Regions from separate parts of the Mus musculus genome. Here regions 1 and 2 are each linked to region 3. A link is a contact called in public Hi-C and promoter capture Hi-C data. All regions are on one chromosome and are shown on one strand. Each heading gives the region's core, a stretch centred on a gene start, on an enhancer-like site or on the middle of the called end of the contact. The rest is flanking DNA. Distances are from core to core; before and after follow the strand shown. Region 1 overlaps Rere (arginine glutamic acid dipeptide (RE) repeats). Region 2 overlaps Rere (arginine glutamic acid dipeptide (RE) repeats). Region 3 holds the start of Park7 (Parkinson disease (autosomal recessive, early onset) 7).

The links. Promoter capture Hi-C pulls out the DNA fragments that hold promoters and counts their contacts. Hi-C and Micro-C count contacts between places; a contact is called where the count stands out from the background.
Region 1: a contact with region 3 is called in a promoter capture Hi-C map of the HPC-7 cell line, with 3 times the contacts expected there. The contact joins the enhancer-like site here to the promoter of Park7 in region 3. A contact is called at or near these places in 7 of 39 promoter capture datasets (the HPC-7 cell line, cranial neural crest, embryonic stem cells and 4 more), 2 of 484 Hi-C or Micro-C datasets (cortical neurons and myocytes) and 3 of 115 datasets of contacts at active chromatin or transcription factors (astrocytes, bone marrow-derived macrophages and pancreatic cancer cells).
Region 2: a Hi-C map of cortical neurons shows a contact between it and region 3, with 4 times the contacts expected there. The contact joins the enhancer-like site here to the promoter of Park7 in region 3. A contact is called at or near these places in 4 of 39 promoter capture datasets (embryonic stem cells, hippocampal neurons, liver and 1 more), 6 of 484 Hi-C or Micro-C datasets (the G1E-ER4 cell line, bone marrow-derived macrophages, cortical neurons and 2 more), 5 of 115 datasets of contacts at active chromatin or transcription factors (the SCID.adh cell line, astrocytes, bone marrow-derived macrophages and 2 more) and 3 of 9 other capture datasets (adipose tissue, embryonic stem cells and macrophages).

The regions. Positions count from the first base shown.
Region 1 is chr4:150,361,160-150,363,886 of GRCm38.p6, reverse strand. All of the region lies in intron 1 of Rere (arginine glutamic acid dipeptide (RE) repeats), which reads right to left. Among named protein-coding and RNA genes, the nearest start is that of Rere, 81 kb to the right of the region's middle. Within about 2 kb of position 1,421, at least 65 of the 459 cell types and tissues checked have an H3K27ac peak or open chromatin away from gene starts, as enhancers often do. A contact at or near this core is called in the HPC-7 cell line, bone marrow-derived macrophages, embryonic stem cells and 2 more, where this site is marked.
Region 2 is chr4:150,338,097-150,340,796 of GRCm38.p6, reverse strand. All of the region lies in intron 1 of Rere (arginine glutamic acid dipeptide (RE) repeats), which reads right to left. Among named protein-coding and RNA genes, the nearest start is that of Rere, 58 kb to the right of the region's middle. Within about 2 kb of position 1,371, at least 56 of the 459 cell types and tissues checked have an H3K27ac peak or open chromatin away from gene starts, as enhancers often do. A contact at or near this core is called in the SCID.adh cell line, cortical neurons, embryonic stem cells and 2 more, where this site is marked.
Region 3 is chr4:150,908,645-150,911,455 of GRCm38.p6, reverse strand. It overlaps Park7 (Parkinson disease (autosomal recessive, early onset) 7), which reads left to right and starts at 1,535. Exons shown (of 7, transcript NM_020569.3): 1 at 1,535-1,673.

The sequences.
Region 1 (2,727 bases), core at 172-2,671, 550 kb after region 3:
AAGGTCAGGCCTAAAGCATCCTAATTCTCAAAGAGCCTTCCTGGTGACCTGTGCTGTGCATTCACTTATCATATCGTGACTTTCTCACACGTGCTCCTTGCTAGGTAAAGGTGTTGAAGAGCAGAAATATAAAGCATTAAATCAAGCACACTGGTAATAAGTATGCCCACAGAAAACCATGAACACACCTGCCACAAAAAGGAGTTAAAGTTTATGTACTTTGATGTCATCATTTTAATATTTAATTTTGCCTTCAGTAAATAAGCTTATGATTAAATATAAAGTTAGGTAAACATTACTGCAATCAAGACAACAGATTTTCTCTCTTGTTTTTGAAACACGGTCTTTCTGTGTAGCCCTGGTTAGATTCAACAGGATGTAAAACAGTCACCTTGCCTTTGTCTCCTAAGAGCTGGGCTTAAAGACATGCATCATCAAGCTCAGGTCCATCCTCTCAGAACATAATTAGAAATGGTATCAAATTATAACTATGTAAGTACAACATTAAGGCGAGGCACAATTAACTTTTCTTTATGTTTTATAGTAATGAGCCCCAAACATATTTCACATAAATTAAACAAGCAATAACTTCTTACTAAGTATTTAAAAGTATTACCTTGAGGAAATCCTAAAAAGTATCAACATGACTAAAACATATTCTAGGGAAGAAACACAACTTAGGGCGTCATCACCTTATCTACTTACAAGAAGGGAGAAGTAAATGGAACCAAAGGTCAGGCAGGAAGCACAGATTCCAAAAGTGAGCATCGCCCCCAAGGAGAGCAAACAAAGTCCTAAGTGAGGCCTCTAGGTAGACTCCTAACTGCCCTGCTTATTCACTCTGACAACTCGCTCTCGCTCGGTCAATGTATAATGACAGACAAGAGGCAGCACAGAGGAGAGGCTGGGGACACACTCAGGGCACAGATCATGATGCTGGATGGGAGGTTTAGAAAAGCCCTTGGGTGTCTCAGTGGGGGTCCAGCAAAGTTTACTGAAGAATAAGATAATACAAAACCAGGATCATTATACCAAGAACTGAAAATATTAAACTAGTTATTTGTGAAATTAAAGTAACATATACAAACTTGAAACACTGCTTTTGCCTTTTTGTTGTTATCCTGATTTGAGGTTTTTCTAGTACTATGTGTCTAACAAACTAAACTCTTTTAAAATAAAATCACCATCTTTCTCAGGAAAAATACTTATTAAACTTTTCAAAAAAATTAAATGAGTACTATTTACAAGGTTCAACATCACAGGGAGGATCACTGAGTGAGTAATTCCCTGCATAAAGAACAATTACTTCCCTACAGGAAATGTCTGACTAGCCTAATTCAAACCACGTACTGAAGCATGCCAGGATACACTGATTAAAACAAAGTCCAAAGCCGGGGTAGGAGGACTGCTTGGCTAAAACACGCCTTTAGAGAAGCCGAGAGGTGAGGCTCTCATGAAGACAAATGTTCAACACCCATTCTGGGAGTTTAATCTTTAACTGACCAGAAAAGACAAATATTTAAATCACAGGAAATTCAGTTCCATACAAAGGAAGACTCAGGCTAACTTCTTGTGTTTACGCCATTTCATTAATCCTAACAACAAAACCAAACACTGATCATTCCCTCCAATCTTCAGAGTAAGCTGACCACTATGAAAAAAACATGAAAGCCATCACAGACTGGGTGTGTGTATCTAAAGGATTGCAATGCAAATCGTGTCCTAAGTCCTGGAAGGAAATGACTGCCCAAGGCCCCCTTTATAGTCTCTCCAGGCCAGGGCAGGCCCTTATCATGAGATTTTCCTGACATGCCAATTATAGGAGACACGGAACAAATGGGCAGATGGTAGAAGCCGACCTCTCTCTGTTATCATTTACTGTAGACCTAACAAGTATCACATGAGTCCTGTGATAGGCTTTTGTTTTGTTTTGTTTTGGGGGTGGGGTGGGGGTGGGGGCAGGAGGGAGGAAGGAGGAGGGAGGATCTCAGTGAGTTTGAGAAAAGCCTGGTCTACATAGTGAGTTCCCAGCCAGGAAAGGTGAGAGAGAAAACAAGCAAAACAAAACGAGAAATGTGGTGCTACACACTGAGGAATATTTATCAGCATATGGCCTCATGGGCCCAACCTACAATAAAATAATAGCAAATATTTCTATTTATTGTTTTCCAGCCAAGGACTAATATACTTAGAGAAGAGTTAAAATAATTCCCAAACAACTAGAAAAGCACACCATTCAGGAAAAAAAAAAAGTATTATAAAAACTGAATCATAAATATTGAAAGCTAGTCTTCAACATTAAATAGTTGTCTTTTATGATAAAAGCTAAAGAAAAATCACAGTAACAAATACTATGGCTTTTAAAAGCAATTAGCGGTGAGGTTAAGAACGGAGAGATACACGTTTTTATTACCTGACTTTAACCATTATAAAGGCTTAGAGAGCTCACTGCTCTTGCTGAGGACCAGCACTCACAGAAAGGCTCACAGTCTGATGGATGACCTCTTCTGGACTCTTCAGGCTCCTGCACACATGTGATATACATAAACTGAAGACACAGACATGCATTGCATCCATCCATACGCATAAATAATACACATTTTTAGTAATCAATGTAAGTATTAGTTTGCTTATAGACAAGGTTTCAATGCATCTCAAGTTAGTCTAGAACTCTCTATCTGTCTCTCTCCCTGTGTGGTCAGGAAAGGCCGGAAGCCAGCTCCTGAT
Region 2 (2,700 bases), core at 122-2,621, 570 kb after region 3:
AGAATGGTGTGATCTACATTTCTGAAAAGCTCACCTATCCTGCCATGAAAAACAGATTACAGGATGACAAAAAACAGAAGCTGAATGAAGATGTTAAGAGAAGGCTATACTTAGAGAACGAAGACAAACGTAGTCAATAGTGATTTGCTACACGGATGCTGTTGAAGAAGATGAAGGCAAGGCCCAGCACGGTACAGCATGCATATGCAAGCTGTTGTCTCTGATCAGCACAGCTACTGAGTGTCTAAAACCGAGTCATTTTAGAAGAGCCAAGCGGGAATATACCCAAGCTCTTTCAGCACCTTCTTGACCACTCAGGCCAGAGTCGAAGGCTTGAACTGTGGAATGGAGCTAACTAAATTCAGATCTTTATGCCCTTCCTTTCAAGAAGTTATCTCCACTCCACGGCCCCCGCCCACCACGGTCTCTGCCTCAGCGCCCGGTCACCACTCGGGGCAGCAGTACTCTTCCTCAGTCTCTCAACACTCTTTCACTGAGTCTGCTTCTAGCAAATGCCACAGACAGTTCCAAAAAGAACCTAATAATTGGGAATAAAGAGTTAAGTTTCAGAGCTGGAGAGCTGGCTTAGCCGTTAAGAGCACTGGCTGCTCTTCCGAAGGTTCTGAGGTCAAATCCCAGCAACCACATGGCGGCTCACAACCATCCGTAATGAGATCTGACGCCCTCTTCTGGTGGTGTCTTCTGAAGACAGCTACAGCGAGTGTACTCACATAATAATAAATTAATCTTTTTTAACAAAAAAGGAGTTAAGTTTCTAACATTCTTACAGACAGCTATTAACTTCTACAAAGAACAACTAAAGCTGCTAATTCTTAGTTTAGCGTGAGTTTCAGCTCTCTGTAATATGGATAGTAGTTCTAGAATCGCTACTAGCTCTTATCAGGGGAAGTACAAAACTTATTTTTTTCCAGAATAACACTGAAAAATTAAATTCCTTGTTTGTTTACAAGGACATGGTTGGTCTCACTCTGCAGTCCAGGCTGACATCAATCTCATGACCCTCCTGCTCAACTGAGAGTACAGGAGTGAGCCTCCTGCCTGAGTGTTTTGGTTTTTGTTGTGTTTTATTTTAAGTGTCCATGAAAACCTACTCTGCTCCCTTCAGAGCTGCTAAACACTCCAGTTAAACACTGACATGTCCTACTGTTTTACACCTTCAATAAGAAGGTCTCCTCCCAAAAGCTGAGAAGGGGAAGATGAGGAGGGGAAACTCAGTTTTCCATCGGGAATCAGAATAGGAAAACACTCATTCCTTAGGGACTCAGTGGCCATAAGCACATGGGAGTGATGCCCCGTCATGCTGCCCAGTTCTGCCTGGCAGTTCCATATCGTCCCTCCCACACCCTTCTGCTCTGCCATCCTTTTTTCTACTTACTAGATAAAAGCATATTCTTGCCACTGACTAACATGAAAGACATAACAGTGCCTTTAAAACCAGAATTAAAACAAAGATACAGTTTCATCTATTGATGGGATCACACTTAGTAGCAATGCCTTAAGATGCTAAAAGCAAACAGTGTTATTTAGGCACAGCATCTTGGGATGCTGCTTTCTCTAGCATGACAGCTCACATAGTAGACAGTAAACATCCAAGCATGCCTTTTACAAGCTGCTGAGAAAAGGAGAGGTGCGGCATATGGCAGGCCTCCTGTTGGAAACAGAGCTCGGTGCACATGTCCCCTGCAGCACAGATCACTGTAACTGTAGCAACCACAACGCTTCAAAGTCAGGACCGCGGGGAATTCCCCAAGAGGGCTAGATTCTCTGGATCTTCTGTAACTGCCAAAAGCTTTACAGAGCAGACAGAAAATACACTAAGAAAGATGTCATACCAATTTTCAACAAGGTTCCTCCACTATCCAGACATTTTCCCAAAAAGGAAACTAATAATTTAATCAGTATTTCTCAAAAATGAATTTAAATGCTTCTGATTAATATATGCATATACATGTTTTCATTCTCTAGTACAAGTATAATATAATTAAGTCAATGCTACTTAAAATCTTTTGGCTCTTGATGAGGATTGTTAGTAAAAATGATTATGAAAAACAACAGTAGCATGGAAAGAAAAAGGAAAAAGAAAAAGATGACAGAGAAGAAAACAGCAAACATTTTAAATAATAGTAGAATACAAACTGAACTACAAAAAAAGTGTGTGCCGGGCTGGTGAGATGGCTCAGTGGGTGAGAGCACCCGACTGCTCTTCCGAAGGTCCAGAGTTCAAATCCCAGCAACCACATGGTGGCTCACAACCATCCATAATGAGATCTGACTCCCTCTTCTGGTGTGTCTGAAGACAGCTACAGTGTACTTACATATAATAAATAAATAAATCTTTAAAAAAAAAAAAAGTGTGTGCCTTCTAAGGACAGTTCCTCCCACCTATCTCTTCAGTAATCACCAAGATTTATAAAGGAAACAGACACAGAAACAGTACCCAAAATTAATCACTATACAAAAGGAAGATTATCAGAGAATGTTTTGTTGTCAAGAAAGAATCTCACCAAACTTCTCCAAGTGTGCCCAGTTCTCACTACCAATAGCTAGGCTACACTCAGCCTTGGTCAGACAAAGTTCTTTTGGCAGTGGTCAGCAGTCAACAGTGAGGTGCATAATTATTTAAAGTCCTTTAAGAATAAAATAATAGCAGGGCATGGTGGCACACGCCTTTAAACCTAG
Region 3 (2,811 bases), core at 286-2,785:
CTTGGGGTTGCAGGCATGAGCCACCAAGCCCAACACCCTCTGTGGATCTTGAAGCTCACATCTGACAAGCTGTCCTGGTCTTCTTTCTGTCACTCCAGCTTTCCGTACCTTCAAAGCTGAAGGGGCTGGCTCTGTCTTTTCCCTTTGCACATAGTGAAGAACCAGTCCATTCCACAACTCCTAAAGCAGTTGCCCAAGTTTTATTGTATATATACATGACTTAGCAATTTTTAAGAATTAAACTACTCCTACTGTAAGAATTTCCAGTTTGAAGCTGGGCGTGGTGGCACACGCCTTTAATCCCAGCATTCGGGAGGCAGAGGCAGGCGGATTTCTGAGTTCGAGGCCAGCCTGGTCTACAAAGTGAGTTCCAGGACAGCCAGGGCTACACAGAGAAACCCTGTCTCGAAAAACCAAAAAAAAAAAAAAAAAAAAAAAAAGAATTTCCAGTTTATAAGATTTCCAATATGAACCTATGATGGAGGTCAGCCAATGTATGTGAGGTATTCAATCTCCATATAGGAAGGAAAGCAAGTTTATATCCTGTCGGGGGTTTGTATAAAAAGTACTGAGACTTGCCAAACGAGCTGGCTTTCTCTGAGGTGGGTACAGATAGGACCAGGTGAGGGTGGGTCTCCCTCCTGTAAGCTGAAAGATAACTATTAAAAACTCAGGAGAGAGCCGGTGGGAGGGCTCGACAGGTAAGGGTGCTTGCCACACACCGGAGGATTTGAGTTCCATCCGAGACCTTGTAGTAAAGAAAGAACACACTAAGGCGAGTGGTCTTCTGTGAGTTTCCACGTGCACCCTTTGGCACAGGTTGAGATGCACACACAGTAACTGTCAACCCAGAAGTGTAAAAAGCTGAAATAAAATGAGATAATTAAATAATTTATCTTATCGTAGATGATAGCATTGCTCCAACCCGAGGGTGCAGTAGGACATTTTATTATTTGTGTGCATATGAGTGCAGTGCCCGTGGAGGTCAGAAGATGGCATTAGATCCTCAGGATCCGGAGTTAGGCAGTGGTGAGTCTCCCCAAATGGATGCTGGGAACCGAACCTGGGTCCTTTGCAAAACCAGCAAGAGCTCTTAAAGCTTGACACCGTCCTGTGACCCAGGGGACAGGGTGACCAGGCCTAGCTGGGAGGGACAGGCCTGGGATGACGTGGAACGAAGACTAGCAGGCCAGGGGCAAATAGAGGGGATGTCACAGTAAGGGGCAAGAAAGGCAAACGGTCCACAAAAACCGTAATGTAAGACGGCTTCCAAAAATGACTGAACTTCAGCCTGTGAATTCGCATGTGCTAGGATTACAAGTGTGGGGTTCAGGCTGTAGCCCAGCCAGGCCTCAAACTCGGAACCACTATCAACTTAAACGTCGAAGAGGCAGAGAGGGGCAATTGCGCAGGCGCCCGCAGGGTGGGCGGTACCGTTGTCTGGGGGCGAGATGGTACAAGCGCTGCGCAGCCGCAGTAGCCTCTATTCGCTCCTCCCCCCACCCCCACCCCGGGGCCTGGGCTCAGCCGGACATGACGCAGGCCGAGGCGGAAGCGAGGGGTTGTGCGCAGCCTCAGTGCGGGTGGCGCGCATGCGTGCTGGGTACACGTCGGGTGCGAGGTTCCTGCGGACTAGCGGTGGCTTCGCGTGGGTGGAGGAGGCGCGGCTGCAGGTCAGCGCCCTGGGGCTAGAGGCCGGGCTGTGATCCGCCCGCTGCCCCGGAGGGTCCCGGCTGGGCGGGCTGGGGGCAGCGGCCGCAGTGCATGCCGGGCCAGGCTCTGCACAGCATCCTCCGGGTTGGAGCGAGCGCAGTTACTGGAAGGCTTGACCAAAGTTGTGATGCGTGGGGAGCGTGCAGGGAAAGCACGCGGAAAGTGCCTCCGAGTGGCGGCTAGCTGTTCCCGGCCGCAGCAGGGCTGACCTCCTAAAGAGATAGTCCATCTTTATTAATCATTAGCAGTGTGGTCAGAGATTTAGCACCTTTGGACTCCCCCAACCCGGTCCTGACATTTTAGCAGTTTATTGGAACATCAACAACAAGAACAAAACCTTCGAAATTTACAAGTTGGTTTTTTACCAGTGAAATTGTGGATTTGGGGTTTTTTGTTTTGCTTTGCTTTTTTGTTTTGGTTTGGGTTTTTTGAGACAGGGTTTCTCTGTAACCCTGGCTATCATGGAACTCACGCTGTAGACCAGGCTGGCCTCGAACTCACAGATAGATACTCCTGTCTCTGTCTCTTCCTCCCAAGCGCTGAGACTAAAGGTGTGCGCTCGACTCGCTCCCCCTCCCCTCCCCTTCTCTCTTTCTCTTATTTCTCTTATTCTTTTCCTTCCCTCCCTCCCTCCTTCAGAGTATTTTAAGAAAACCAGCCTCTCCACAGTGTGACTGATATGCAGGGCCCGTTATGTGACCTGTCTTCGTTAGAGATTGGTCCTAAGAAAGCACAGTAAGGGAAAATGCAAAGAATACTAGCACACATTGGCAATCCCACATTTATTATTTTTTTTAAAGGATTTAGATTTTGGTTGGTTGGTGTTTGTTTGTTTGTTTGTTTGTTTTTCGAGACAGGATTTCTCTGTATAGCCCTGGCTGTCCTGGAACTCACTTTGTAGACCAGGCTGGCCTCGAACTCAGAACTCCACCTGCCTCTGCCTCCCGAGTGCTGGGATTAAAGGCATGCAAGGATTTAATTTTGATGTATCAGCATTCTGCTTGCATATATGTATGTGCAGAGGCCAGAAGAGGGCGCTGTATCCCCTGGACCTGGAGATGCAGACAATTGGGAGCAGCCCTGTGGGTGCTGGGAACT